2 separate regions of the Mus musculus genome follow, and region 1 is linked to region 2. A link is a contact called in public promoter capture Hi-C data. All regions are on one chromosome and are shown on one strand. Each heading gives the region's core, a stretch centred on a gene start, on an enhancer-like site or on the middle of the called end of the contact. The rest is flanking DNA. Distances are from core to core; before and after follow the strand shown. Region 1 holds the start of Utp3 (UTP3 small subunit processome component). Region 2 overlaps Enam (enamelin).

Region 1 (4,092 bases), core at 1,082-3,581, 54 kb before region 2:
CCACATCATCTTTGTACAGAGAGTAGACAATTGCTTAGAGCAAGTTTAACCTTAAAATTCCCAGCAAACTGAGAATCAAATAGCAACCACCACCAATCACCAGCAGAGGGGATATGGAATTTCTACCTTAGTTACCATAAAAAGGATTATTAAAAAAATACAATTGGTGCAATTATCCTTTCTGTCACATTTAACCAAAGCTGCTTTTTACCACAGATGCACGGTAAATGCATATGTACAAATATTCTGTCCCAAGAATTACAATTATAATTGAAATCTGTTAGATCACTTTTGCAGGCTATCTTACAAAAAAGAAACAAACAACCCCCCCCCCATGACTGTCAAAGGTTTTCATTGTCTCCACATGAAAACTTATATAAAAGTGTTAAAGTGTTAATTTCATTAACACTGCACAACTAGGTGGGGAAACTTTCTAGGCTAATGTGCTAAAATATTACACAGTTTTTTTACCCTCCAATTACAATTCTTAGTAGGACTTTAATGGATGAATAAAGTAGCAACCCCGGGCTGGAGACAGCTCACTTGTATGAGTGCTTGGTTAGTTATGCACAGGCTCCAGGTTCAAGTTCTCAGCACCCAGTACAAAAGACCAACCAACAAAGCCCAAAGCAGCAACCCCTAATTCCCTGCTGACAACAAATTTTAAACTTAAAGAAAAAAAAATAGGTATTACAAACACAATCACTTTACTTCAAAACACTTTTTATTGACCTAAAATAATTGCCAAAAGCTAGGCCAAAGAGCAACTTTACTTAAGCTTAATGCTCTTCTTAACTCCAGCACGAATGCCAGAGAGTTCACCACTGTACCGCTGTTCTTCTCTGCGAACTTCACGAACCTGGCCTCGTCGTCGGATTTTGGCTTTTCTGAACTTTTCCCTATGTTTCACTCTGGGATTTCTATCAATCTTCTTTCTCCTGGGTGTAAGTCCCCTATTTTTAGCAATCTGGTAGGTAATGGCTCTCTTTGCATTTTGTTCTTCGAGAGCCTGTTCTTCAGCACTGTTTTCTTCCTTCTTTCTCTTCAACTCTTGCCTGTCTTCCATTTCCTTATAGTACTTGAGAGCAGCCCCATCAAAATCAGGCTCATCAGTCAGGGCAACAGCAGCAGCCTGCTTTACAGACTTGGGCTTGGTTTTGGTTAATTTTGCTTTTGGAGTCATTTCTTTCTTTACAGCACCATCCTTGGCTGTGAGGAGGTGACGGATTTCAGAGGACAGTTTCTGATCCACAACCGACAGCTTGTTGATCAGATTTCTGTAGGTAACAAGCCTTTCTATAACAGGATGTCCATGTGCAGGGACTCTCCGGGCTTTTAAGATCAAATAAAAGCTAATGTTGGCGCAATAGTTCAAGTAGAGATTATACTTAGTCTTCAGGTATTCGCTTCCTCTTCCAGTTGGAATGACCCCTTTCTCCACCAACTGTAACAAGGGTTCTAACTCATCCTTCACCTCTGTCAACTTGGCTTGGAGGTCTTCTATGAGCTCTAAGAGCTCTGGTGATTCTTTCTTCAACATTTTCAGCTTCTCTTTTACCGAGACTTTAGCCAAATCCTTCACAACCCTTGTCTCAGCTTCGTCTACCTGGGGCACCGGCTTTGCAAAGGCCTCCACCCAAGCGACTCCAAAATCATCCTCTTGCAGGGCTTGGGCCAAGCGCCGCTGAATTATCTGTGCCTCCTCCTCTTCTTCTCTTTCCTCCTCTTCTACTTCTTGCTGACTCTGACGGCCTCGGGATTTGGAACCATAGTCCGTATCGTAATAAAGCTTTTTTCTCTGACCCCAGGACAAGCTAGGGTCCACAGAGGCCTCAGCCTCACTCTGCACGGAGCTTCCGCCGTCATCATCCTCTCCAACCTCCTCCTCCTCCGAACTCTCTCCATCTTCGTCATCTCCATCATCAATATCTAGAGGTAGCACCTCTTCCTCCTCATCGCCATCCTCCTCCCCACTCTCGACTTCGTTCCAGCCCTTGGCCAGGACTGCCCGAGATCGCGCTTCATGGAACTCATCTACCTGGTCTTGGTAGTAGCTGGAGTCCCCTGGAGAGGGCGGCAACCCCAAGTCGTCCTCATTTTCGTCCGTGGCGGTGAGACCTGCCTGGGCCCGCACGGCGGCCCACTGAGCCGCTCCACGCCGCCGTGATTTCTTCACCATGGCTCACCAGCGGTCCCGGGTTCCCAAGCGACGCCGCGATTTCCGCCACTTCTGACCTCCGCCCAGAATGATGCCGGCAAGCGGAGGCTTTCAGCACCAGCACGCTCCGCGAACCCAAGTCGGTGACCACCGGAGCAGAGAGTCTGGGAAAGGCCTGTTTCCTTCCGCTCCCAGGGTGCTCTCCGCGCAGCGCGCGCGCCTAAACTTCCGCTCCCCCCCCCCCCCCCAGCGTAATCCCGCCGCCGTGTCTTTTTAAAAACCAGTCGGTTCCGGCGAATGAAAACTTCCGGGTAGGAACGCTAGGCCAAGGATATTTCCGTTCCGCGGATCCTTTTGTGGCTACTTCCGAGCTCTCTCTCTCTCTGGTGACTTCCGGCGTGAAGCCGGAATCCCGCCAGGGACGCCGCGAGACAGCCCGCGGCCGACAGAGGGCGCGGGGCATCTACGTTCCCACGCGTCGGCAGGGCGCCCACTGGGCCACGCTAGATAGTTGCCCAGCTCACGGTTTCGTGTTCTCCGTTTGCCAGAGTGGAAGTTAGTCAGGGTTTTGTTTGTGTTTTGTTTAGTTTTGTTTTTTGTCTGTCTTGACTTCTGAAGCCGGGACTCGCCATGTTGTCAGCCTCAGCCTCCCGGATTGGTGCTTTTCTCTGTTTTTGCCTGGGAGTTGCTACCGTAGGCGCCGCGTTTCCGGGCCCCGCGCGGCGAGTCTCTGCTTTTAGGCGACCCGAGAGAGGACTTCGGGGTTTTTTGGGGACGATGTAACCGGGAAGAGTAAAAGACGCGCGGTGTCCTTCTACTGGAATAGCTTCGCTTTTCTAGACGTTCTGGAAAACTGTGAGGCTGTCAGCCGCGGACAGCCTCCTATGTATAGAATTGGGTTGCAACATTTAATGATTATTCATTGTTGTGTTCTTCAACATTGATCAAGCACCAAACTTCCGTGGCAGCGTTTTAGGCAGAGATGGGGGGGGGGAGGGGAGGGGAGAATAAAGGAAGGAAATGAGCAAAATAGATTTAACAAGGGAGGGAGGGGAGAGGAGAGAGGAGAATGAAGGAAGGAAATGAGCAAAATAGATTTAACAAGGGAGGGGAGGAGAAGAGAAAGAAGAGGGAGAGGGGAGAGAGGGAGAAGGGGAGAAGAAGTGGGGAGGAGGAAAGAGGAGGGAAGAGGAAGAAGAGGAAAAGGAAAAGAGATAAAGGCCAAAATAGGAGACCTTGTGGTTTAGGAGGGCGCACGGGTACACCAAACAGAAAACTCAGTCAAATGGGAGAAGTGACATATGGGTCTAAGAGAATCGAACTGGTGTCAAGCTTAGTAGACAGGGCTACCACCTAAGCTATCTCAAATGTATGACCTTTTATGTCAGCTTCCTTATTTAAAAGGATATACAAAGTCGTGATTATGCATACCACATGGGGTCTTGTCTTTTTTTTCTTTTTTTTTTTTTTCCATTTTTTATTAGGTATTTAGCTCATTTACATTTCCAATGCTATACCAAAAGTCCCCCTTACCCACCCACCCCCACTCCCCTACCCACCCACTCCCCCCCTTTGGCCCTGGCGTTCCCCTGTACCGGGGCACACAAAGTCTGCGTGTCCAATGGGCCTCTCTTTCCAGTGATGGCCGACTAGGCCATCTTTTGATACATATGCAGCTAGAGTCAAGAGCTCAGGGGTACTGGTTAGTTCATAATGTTGTTCCACCTATAGGGTTGAAGATCCCTTTAGCTCCTTGGGTACTTTCTCTAGCTCCTCCATTGGGAGCCCTGTGAACCATCCATTAGCTGACTGTGAGCATCCACTTCTGTGTTTGCTAGGCCCCGGCATAGTCTCACAAGAGACAGCTACATCTGGGTCCTTTCGATAAAATCTTGCTAGTATATGCAATGGTGTCAGCGTTTGGATGCTGATTA
Region 2 (4,237 bases), core at 503-3,002:
ATATTTGGCTGACTTGGTCTCCACGGAATTTGGCTTTTTGGTACTCCCTGGCCTGAAACATTAACTTTAGGGGGAGGGAAGACACCGTTTTGAACTGTAGGATTGTTCCCAGCGTTCGGCCCAGGGCCTGTGTTTCCTATTGGGCTAGTGTCATTTCCGCCTTCAGGAATTGATTGAGTGGCATTAGCATCAGGCACAGTTGAGTTTGTAGAGGCCTCTGGGGGTGGGTCATCTGGAGGTGGGTCCTCTGGTTTAGGAGGGTCTTTTTCTTTGGGTTTTTCATAATCTTCAAACATCTCTTCTGAGTAATAAGGACGACCCCCAAAGCCGTGATATCCAAAAAATGCATAGTAAGGATTCTATAGGAAAGAAGACAGGAAAGGAGAATCATTCTTTGCTTGCTTCCATGGTGTTGCTTGGAATTGCTTAGTGTAACTGGGAAAGTTCCTCCACAGGCTTCTCATACCATGACAGCCTACACTCTCCTCTAGATGTTCGAGGCCTCTGTTCTACCCTTTGGTGCTGAGTAGTCTCTCTAGCCTTTAGGCCCACATCCTGAACCTTAGGGTTAAAATGCTTTTTGATCTAGGATCTCACAGTATGAGACTATTGCTTAGGCTTTGAATGTGTGAAAACCCCCATGCTTGAGCCCCTGAGTGCTGAGGTTACACATGTGAGCTACAGTGTCCAAGTTAACTGTTATAATTCTTGATATTGTATCTAGTTATTTATTTTTGAAATAGAGCTTTGCCATATAACCCTGGCTGGCCTGTAACTTGCTATGTGGATCAGTGTCGTGCAAAACTTGCAGGGATCCTCCTGTCTTTGCCTTCAGAGTGCCAGGATTACAGGCAGGGCAACATCATGATTAATAGTTTTTGTTTTTGATTCCATCCCCTTTTCTCCTCATTTCTGTGCTCTCATTTTACTCTCCTATGTTGCTGAGCCTGAACTTCAAATATGGATACATGCTTTTATTTCACAAAGGCAAAAGCCTGTCCTACAGTTCTTGCCGAAGGTCCAATGAGTAAGGCTCCAGACTCTTCCAACTGAATGCACCCAGAACTGGGTTCATCTCCCCATAAACGTCATTATCCTGCATCTAAGGAGCATTTTCTAATCTCAAACCCAGTTGCCCCAGCTTCTGCTTTCTATCTTATTTCCCCAGACAGTTAATTACCAAGTCCAAACGTTCTATCTGAACTTTCAGCCTTGCCCTGTCTTTTTTTTGCCTACCACTCCCAAACTATTGACATTGCTTTCTCAGTGACCACTGTATGTGTAATCTTACTTTACTTTATGATTTCCATCAGAGTAGGAGACACTAGGGGTCTGTTTCTGGGAATGGAAACATTTTTCTCTTTAAATATGTGTTCAGAATTGCCTTTCCCTTAAAGGATAAACTATAAATTCTTTAGCATAACAGAAAGCAGAATGCCTTGGTGCTATATACATGTGCAATGCAGGACTTTCTACAACTTTTAGGGCTATAACTGTTGGCTAAATTCACATTATTCAATTGTAATATGGAGACAATAATAATAGGATAGTAAAAACCATACAATTTGTCCTGAGAGTCAAATGAGAATATATCTATATCTTTCTCTAGATCTTCATATCTGGAATTTTGTTTCTAATAAATGCTACATATTGAACTAAACATTTTAAAACTTTTACAATCATCTGAGTCATGGCCATGACCTTTAACCTTAGTTCCTCTTCCTTAAACTTTGATGTGGTTGCAAATTGCCTCCGCTGTTAATTCTCTTGAGTCTTTGCACATGGCCTCTCCCTATCTAACTGTTTCCCACCTACACCCTCAGCCCTCCCAGCACACTTGACTTCAAGATGCAGCTTGAGTGCCACAGCCAGGTGCACCTGGCTCCTGGAACAGTGCTGGACTCAGGCTCTGCTGCTCATGTCTGCAGCCTTCGGCTGTGGTTACCAGCGCAGCAGGTTTGACTTGCTTATTTCACTGGGCTCCTCCCACTTGACATCTCCATGGGAAGCTTTCAAGTAAAAATATTGTCTTGCTATTCTAGTTTTCTAGACCAGTGGGAAATACTTAATAATTTTGAATTAAATTAACAACCTATGTGATTTTTTTAGACGTGTGTATCATTTGGTTATTTAATTTTTCCCCTGTGCTGGTGATTAAACATAGGCATGGTAGTTAAGTCTTCTACTACTGAGCTATATCCCCAGCCTTAGTTTTCCCAAGAGATAGGACACAGATTTAAGCCTATGTTTATGTCTGAATTACTCTGTTTTACTTGCTAAATTTTATGAAAATCTGAAGTTCTAGTTTCTAAGTAAGGGTATTGTATACAATGGCCTGAGACACTCTTACGTGGGTATTTTATAGTGATATAGTATTTTAAACGTCCCGTGATATTATTGAAATAATATTTCACCACCATTACTTTAGTGATACCTTGCTCCTTCCTCCTCCGGCAAAGGTGTACATTTCTGCCTTCACGGAGTGCATGCCACATAGCTAGAGGTAAAGAGTAAGCCAAGTCCAGGGTGGACCACGAGAACAGTTTATTTGCTGACATACTAAGAATTGGCATACTGGGCATACTTGATTACTTTCCTGGAATATAGTAAAAATGGTATCGTATCATAAGACTTGGGTTTGGTCCAGTTTATCCTGTAACCCAAGAGGAAAAATTGGATATTAATTTATGTTCTCTGGATTTCAGTATTTATTCAATGAGATATTTAGACAATAATGTAGTTTCCTGTGAAGAGAATATTCTAAGATGATCTTAATTTCTTTCTGTGTGTTTCACTTTCTAGGGTTCACTATCAGGTTTGCAAAGAAGCTAATAGTTTCCACAGCAAATCTGTGTACAGTCTTTCAATCCATGTAGAGGGATTATGCACCATGGAAGTGGTGCTGGGTTTAGGGACAAAGCCACGCAGCTGCCTGCTGTGCTGAGACTAGGCCGGTGCTGCCACAACCAGCACTGCATCACACTTAGTCACACTACTGGCTTGATTTTATTTCACTTAAAAAAAAAAAACTTGAGAGCTCGAGTTAAAGACGTTTTTAGCGATGGTTTTAAGTTCTTGTGGCATTGGGTTAAATGATAGCAGCTGATAGACTATAGTTCTTAACCAGGGTGACAGAGCCACTCGTACTTACTCCTTCTTCATTGCTGAACTTTGGCCGTCCAAACGCTGTTGGTGGTCCCCTCTGAAAGATGAAGAGCACAGTGAGCAAGGAACCAACCACTTTGCTTTCTTCTCTTTGTTTTAAAGGCAGGATCTTGTTTTATATCAGGACCATTATGGATCTGGGCTGTCCTTGAGTTCTTGGCAATCTTCCTGCCTCAGCCTTCTAAGTGCTGGGATTACAGTTGTGCACCATTAGACTGGACTAGAAATGTGTATGTGATTGTATGTATATGTGTGTTTGTGTCTATGTGTGCGTGTTTGTGTGTGTGATTGTCTGTGTATGTGTGTGTTTGTATGTGCGTGCATATGTGTGTATGATTGTGTGTGTTATGTGTGCTTGTGCGTGTGTGTTTGTGTACATGTGCATGTGCGCACGTGTGTGGAGGCCAGAGGTTGGTGTTGGCTGTCTTCTTTCCTCCTTCACTTTACCTTTTGAGGTAGGATCTCTCATTGAACATGGAGCTCACTGGTTGGCTAGAGTAGCTGAGCCAGCAAGAGCTGGGATTCTCCTGTCTCCTCTCCTCAGCACTAGGGTTGAGAGGGAGTGCTGGGGATCTGAACTCAAGTCTTCATGCTTGTACAGCAAGCACTTGACCCGCTAAGCTCACTCCTCAGCTCTGGAAAGCACTTTCTATGTTGCCATTTGTTTGTAAGTCAGGAGGTATGTTTAACTGGCTCATTAGTCATGATGCTTCGTTTTGTGAACTCACTAACTACCTATTGATACTTATGATCCATTTGTGAGTACTATTTTTATAAAGCTGTAAGATGACCCTAGGCTATCTTATTAAAAATATCCTGTCTTATCAATCACCTTACCTCACTATCTCTGGGGAGGGAAGAAGAAGAGAGGGAGGAGAAAGGAGAGAGAAAGATAGAGACAGATATTAATATTTGAGTAATAGTGGGCTCCAAGTATCTATATTAGAGCACACAACAATATGAGATTAAATTGTAATGTTATATTTAACATTCTTTGTGTACACTTGAAGTTAATTTTCTTAACAAAATATGAATTCTCATATAAGAAAAGTCAATGTACATGGATTTATCA

Evidence for each region. Promoter capture Hi-C pulls out the DNA fragments that hold promoters and counts their contacts.
Region 1: a contact with region 2 is called in a promoter capture Hi-C map of pre-B cells. The contact joins the promoter of Utp3 here to the enhancer-like site in region 2. A contact is called at or near these places in 3 of 39 promoter capture datasets (the C10 cell line, liver and pre-B cells), 4 of 15 datasets of contacts at CTCF or cohesin (CD8 T cells, the G1E-ER4 cell line, large pre-B cells and 1 more), 33 of 484 Hi-C or Micro-C datasets (the AML12 cell line, B cells, the Ba/F3 cell line and 23 more), 4 of 115 datasets of contacts at active chromatin or transcription factors (the SCID.adh cell line, embryonic stem cells and large pre-B cells) and 2 of 9 other capture datasets (adipose tissue and liver).

Annotation. Positions count from the first base shown.
Region 1 is chr5:88,552,701-88,556,792 of GRCm38.p6, reverse strand. Utp3 (UTP3 small subunit processome component) reads right to left here and starts at 2,331. Exons shown (of 1, transcript NM_023054.2): 1 at 703-2,331. The coding sequence starts at 2,179. The coding sequence ends at 770.
Region 2 is chr5:88,497,581-88,501,817 of GRCm38.p6, reverse strand. Enam (enamelin) reads right to left here. Exons shown (of 10, transcript NM_017468.3): 9 at 3,152-3,202; 10 at 1-359. Among named protein-coding and RNA genes, the nearest start is that of Enam, 12 kb to the right of the region's middle. Within about 2 kb of position 1,752, at least 35 of the 459 cell types and tissues checked have an H3K27ac peak or open chromatin away from gene starts, as enhancers often do. A contact at or near this core is called in CD8 T cells, the SCID.adh cell line, Th1 cells and 3 more, where this site is marked.